Regions from separate parts of the Capsicum annuum genome. Here region 2 is linked to region 1. Evidence: chromatin contacts called from public Hi-C data. All regions are on one chromosome and are shown on one strand. Each heading gives the region's core, a stretch centred on a gene start, on an enhancer-like site or on the middle of the called end of the contact. The rest is flanking DNA. Distances are from core to core; before and after follow the strand shown. Region 1 holds the start of LOC107839615 (ubiquitin-like protein 5). Region 2 holds the start of LOC107839637 (conserved oligomeric Golgi complex subunit 8).

Region 1 (3,234 bases), core at 242-2,741:
TTCCAATATGATGTCAATCCTATATTTATAGAAGAAAAAGAAACAAAAAATCCTATATTTTTTGTTGGGGGTGGGGGATGTGTTTCAGACTGGATGGACTTTACAGTCACGTAAACTATTGAAGTTGATCAAACAACCACTACTAATTGGATGCTAAACAACTTTGGTTCGATTGTGTATCAATTATAACAAATCAATACTTCAATAGTTTTACGCTTTATGATGTATAGGATCACTATATTGATGTTCAATTATAATCAAATCAACAAGTTCATATCTACTAATTCATCAAGTCAGTAAATTGATCTTCATTTAATCAAAACAATAAGCTAAATTCACCAACAGTTAGCAATAAGTAAAATTCACCAACAGTTAGCAATAAGTAAAATTACAAGGAACACCTGTGATGATAAAATTCTGTAGCTAACATAATCATACAGTAAGTCAATAGTTCAAACTTTACACAGCAAACCCCCTCGCCTTAAATCTCTAAGCAAGAAAAGCATAATTTGATGTCTAGTTAGCTCTAATATGTTTATACTTTGCTATGTGTGATGATAAGATTAAAGCGGTGGCATTCTTAAAAGCTGAAACAACAGCGATAACTATACTACTAAGGTACACATAGCTTATGCCAATTTTACTCCAAATAAAAGGCGTACACCGAATCATGTCCAAGTAGTAATAATTTACCAAGATGCAGGAACAGATTAAACTTAAAGCACCTCATTCTTAAAGTGGAAGGGGAGATTACTGGGAAACCATTGCTACAACTTGATTATGATCTATGCCGCTCAGTATCCTTCAAAATTCTTGGCTACTTGTGTGTAGCTGTGAGGCTTAACCTAACTTGGGTGCTTTGACTACATCTCAGCCAATAATGATCAGATATTTGGTTTGTAATCCCACAAATTGGGTCCGGAGAGGGTAGAGTGTTACGCAGACACTACCCCTAACTCTAACGCTCATATAGATAGATAGTCCATCGGCTTAACCAAAAGCACAAACGTATAACCAAAAAGCCGCAGGACATAAAAACTCAAATCACATAAATTAACCATTCAATTTCCAAACCAAAACATCAAATAAACAAAATCAATCCAATTATTCAACTCAACACTAGAAAAATCCCTAAAATTAACACCCAAAAAACCCTCAAAAACTGCAACATAATTCCAAAATTCCAAAAAATTACCTACTATTCTTCTAGTTGTAGTAAAGCTCAAGTCCCATTCCATCATGAATCTCGTAATCCTTGAGGGTAATATGGTCTTTGTAGACATTGTACCACTTCTGAATACGAATCTTATCAGCACGGGTACCAGTTTGTGCAGCAACCAGCTTCTTCAAATCACCAATAGTATCATCTTCATTGCACTTCACTTTCACCTTCTTCCCCAATCGATCGTTCAACACCACTTCGATCATCTTTCAAAACGCAAATCGCAAAACGCAAACCCTAAAAGTTTTGGCCATTCTGTGAAGCGCGAAGTGGGGTATATATAGTGTGTTGGGTGTTCGCTCGTTCGCCGCCTTAATCGAACGGACGAAAATACCCTTGTTATAGGGGAATTTTTTGGTTTAGTCGACTAGGAAAAGGCTGGGATTAGGGGTATAATTGGTAATTTAAACTTACGCGGGATAGACGCACTTTGTGAATAAATAAGGGAATATTCAACTTTTGATATGTTCCTTCCTAATTAAAATTGAATTACTATGTCCCATTCAACTTTGAAAAGGAACACATTCAATGAAATGTTTTGAATTCAAACTTTAAAAATAAGAAATTGTTATAAATGTATTATCATATACGGTGAATATCTACTTTATCATATATTATATATCTATTTATGATAAAATTACAAACTCAAAGTTAGTTTTCTCCTATAAATAAAGGGATTTTCCTTTATTGTTATTCATCCCTCCAGAGAAACAAGAATTAGTTTTTATTCTCTCTACTCTTCTTCTTTATTCTTTTATATTTTATAATACGTTATCAGCACGAGACTCTTCCAAACAAAGTGAGATTATAAATGTAAAGGTAATTTCAAGGTTAGTGATTCCTTATATTATTTGTCTTTTGCTACTAATGATATAATTATTGTTGGATTTGAGGAAAAATAATTGATTTGAAACCACTTATACTTTTAATTTGTTCATGAAGAACAATATTATTAAAAGATGTGATGATGAATTTAAGTCTCATCTCATTAAGGAGGTAAGACATTGGGTTAAAAGTTCCAATGCACCATGATGATAAGATTTTGGGTTCAATTTCCACCGAGTTATGTCTAAGACGTCTTTTAATGGATAAGACGTTGAGTTTGAATCTCAATGCACCATATTAATAATATTGTGATGGATAAGACAAAATAATGGGTGTTTGTGAAAAGTTATGAGACATGTCCCATTGAATATGTTTTATTCTCTTAAGTGAATGTGATAGCAGTACATACTATGTATGAAAGAAGACAAGTGATTGAATGTACGAATATAAGTGTGAAGGGACAATATGATAATAATTATCAAAAGTGATAATATTTTCACATGCTTATTATGACGATAAGATATGTTAGAGAAACATTTCCTACACTGTATATATACCTTGTTTTGCTCTTGAATTAGCAATATTTTGAAAGAGGTTATAAGCTATCATAATTTGATAGGTTTAAGACAGATTATATTCCATTCTTGAGAATGAGAATTTTGATTGTTATGAGTACAACTAATATTTAGTAAAGTTAGCAATACAAACGTGCACTTGATTGTGAGGGTATCACAACTCACCTCCGAAAAAGGCAAAGTAATTGAGAGGAATTACTTTGAAACTACTTTTGAAGTAGTAAATCTAAAATTTATTCATGTAATAGTATATCTGAAATTTAATAAAGTAAAAGGTATATGTCATGGTAAAATTGGAGTTTGCTGGAATAAAAGTTCATAAATTGACATGAACGATTACGACATCTCAAAGATGTGCATACTAAATATTTAACATATATTGAAGAATTAAAAAATTCTTCATTACTTTTAATGTTGCTTGTTCTTATGATAAGTTGGTTGGACCAACTAATTTTGGGATTTGATCCCTTAAAATCTGAAAAATATAAAAGGTGAATAAGGGTCCGTTCACCTATCATGTATATGTTAAAAAGATGCATCAATAAAATATTTGTCAACCTGCAGTTTGACATTCATAAAGTTATTTGTTCAATAAAATTGAGTTAAGAGCAT
Region 2 (3,234 bases), core at 279-2,778, 200 kb before region 1:
GTCTCTTTGGTTGTTACCGCTGGAATGGAGTAACTATTTCTGTTAGGGTAGCGGATTTGAATCCAATGACTTGAGTTTCCATTATAGATCCCAATGCTTTGTGGTTGTTTGAGTTTGAGTTCAACATAGTGCTTTGTTGATCAGAGAAACTAAACTAGATATAAATTTAATGAATAAATTGAAATGATACTAACATTGAAGCCAACTATAAGGCACACCTAAATTGAATAAGCTAGCCAAAAGGGTCCTTAGAAGCTTTGTGTGGTTAGCTTAAATCTTCTTCGGAAAGAGATTCCTGCACTCATATTCCAGTCACACCTTTTTTTAAAAAAAAAACCATGGTGTTGGGACCAGCTTGTGCGCGCCTTGACTAATTCCACATGATACCCCCACCTCCCACCAGCAATATCAAGTAACTTTGTCCACCAAGACTAGTAAGACTAGAACAGACTTGTCTCGACTAGGATTTAAACCTAAGACCTCATGGTACTCAACCCACTTCATCAACCACTAAACCACACCCTTAGGTGCTATTCAAGTCCAACACTTTTTTTTTTAAATCTATTCAAGCTATAGCAATGTGACACACCAAATCACTCAGTGCTTACTATCTTATTTGTAGATCAATATACACTATTAAATCAAATGAGAACTAAAATAGCAATTCAACAAATCAAAAACCAAAGCAAATTTATGGCTCCTGTAGGAATTAAAAGCCTAATTCAGGCGTGGATGCTGTAGTAATTAGATTTTCTGAAGGTGATATAGGACTGAATTGCATAGATGATGAGAGTGAGGTGAATTGTGTAGACTGAGCTAACCGTGGTTGTTAGCTGGATTGTAATTCTCATGCAGGTGATTAATATACACAATTAGTTACCTAAAAAATCAAAGCAATTGCAAAAATTCCCACAACGTAAAGGCAAAAAATTACCAAGGACTCAAGATGCTTATCAACAGAAGAAACTTGTTCCCTTATGGCATGTAATGCATCAGCAGCAGAAATGAAAGCACGGTAATTCCCAACGGCAACCTCTTGCATCTGTCTCCGAATTCTCTCCGCATCAACTCTCAGCAGTTCCGGTTCCTACAGAAATAATCCACATCAAAGTTCGTCCAAATCAAAGCAATATAATCAAACTAGGCAATTAGAAGGGTACTTTGTGAAGGCGATCGAGAGTGAAAGAAAGGAGTTCGGAGATGTAAGGCTGTTGTGAAGGTGATGCCAGTGGGACTAGTCCCGTCACCGGTGAAGATGATTCCTCCATCGGATCTTCCGAATCCATCGACATTGCTCACAATGTATGAGATCTGGAATTGAGAATTTCTAAGGGAGGATCTACTGTTCGGTTCTGGAAAATATGACTCTACAAAATTTACCTACAATAAGGTGTTAAAATGAAATTTTGTCATTTTAGTAGTACTGTACTTGTTCAGTTGCAAAAGTTTTTGTTGCTCAACGCAGTTAAAAGATACTCTTTGGGTCGTATGGATATCATAATCTCATATAAGTTCACCTCGTTAGAACAATTTGATTTTCTTCAAAATTAATTATTTATGTTATATTTTATTCTTTTATAACAATATCCTATCTATAACATCAATAATATTTGTTATTGTAGTACACTTTGTAATAATAATATTTTGTAAAAAATTTATTATATCAAAATATTTATAATAATCATCATTAATTTTATGCACACACTAAATTTTAAGTAAGAATATCTAATTTAAAAAAAAAAATATATTTAAATGATGTGCATTAATTTTTTCATAACTTCACAAGAAAAAAAAGTATAAATATTTGCCTTTTTGTATTCATGCATTTTTAAATTTTATACATTTTTCTTTATAACAATTACATGAAATCTAAACGTTATATATATATATATATATATATATATATAACACCATCTCCTTATAAAATACATAAATTTTTTTGGACGAATACTATTATGATAAAGAAATTTAACTATATATTCAAAATTAAACATGAAATGAGATTTATACCGCATTTAGTAAACCATATAAACCTTATCCCAATATCAAAAGATGAAATTATTTTTTCCTTCGAGTGAATTTTTATTTAGTCCCTCTAATATGAGAAATATTTATTTTGATCCTTATAATATCTTGCTAAAGAATGTTCAATCTTCGATCAATTGAAATTCAGCATGCTTGATCCTTCAGCTTGTGAAACTTATCAAATTTATGTCGATTTCAAAATCGAGAGGGCGTCATGCGGAAGCTTAACGTTTGCAAATCTTGAGATAATAAATCAGACGATAAAGAAAATAATACTAAAAAGGCATAAAATTATTATATGTTTTGACCAATCGGCCTACATATTATAAAATCTAATATAAAAAACATTAAACCTATTGGGAGAAATCTCCCCCTAAACAAAACTTTTTAATGACTATATTGTGGATGCTATTATGTTATGGTATGAGAAGGGTCTATTTATAGATGTCCAAAACTTTTCCTCCCTTCAAGAAAGAGGTTAGTCAAATATGGAAAAGAATTACTCCTTCGTTTCATAATAAATGAATTGTTGGATTTTGGCACACAGATTAAGAAAAAATATTAAAGACATAAATTTAACACAACTTTCCATTTTTACCCTCCAAAAAAAGTTGACTTTGTAATACTTCTTCAAAAGTTAATTGATTGTCAAATCATAAGGGTAAATTTTTTTTAAAAAAAAATCAATGATTCACTTAGGGACCGTTTGGCCATGGAAAATTTTCCTTTTTTTCCGAAAATTTTTTTTGGAGTTGGAAATTGTGGTGTTTGGCCATGAAAATTCTGAATATAATTTCGAAAATTTTTTCTGAAAAAGGAAAACAGTTTTTTGTTGTTTTCACAATTTTCCAACTCAAACTTTTATTATTATTACTACATATAACCCCAATCTTTTAAATTTTTACATAAAACTCTACTTATAACATTACTTTTTCAATATTACGTATATAGCAGTTTTAAAGAATAAGATAATTATAATTTCAAACTTAATGCTATCCTAATTAATATATATCTCTTTTTCTCTCTCATCATTATTTTTATCCCTTATTTAAGACATTATTTTACTGCTAATTTATATTTATACCCATAAATATATAAAGTATTATATTTATAATAGAAATATATAAAATATGTTATATATAAAGTTTATATCATATATATACCATATACACATATATAAATATACAAAGTATTAAGAAACATACTAAG

What was found. Hi-C and Micro-C count contacts between places; a contact is called where the count stands out from the background.
Region 2: a contact with region 1 is called in a Hi-C map of placenta, with 3 times the contacts expected there. The contact joins the promoter of LOC107839637 here to the promoter of LOC107839615 in region 1. A contact is called at or near these places in 2 of 5 Hi-C or Micro-C datasets (bud and placenta).

The regions. Positions count from the first base shown.
Region 1 is chr1:147,860,339-147,863,572 of UCD10Xv1.1, reverse strand. It overlaps LOC107839615 (ubiquitin-like protein 5), which reads right to left and starts at 1,491. Exons shown (of 2, transcript XM_016683195.2): 1 at 1,200-1,491. The coding sequence starts at 1,428. The coding sequence ends at 1,207.
Region 2 is chr1:148,062,072-148,065,305 of UCD10Xv1.1, reverse strand. It overlaps LOC107839637 (conserved oligomeric Golgi complex subunit 8), which reads right to left and starts at 1,528. Exons shown (of 12, transcript XM_016683213.2): 1 at 1,161-1,528; 2 at 935-1,087. The coding sequence starts at 1,292.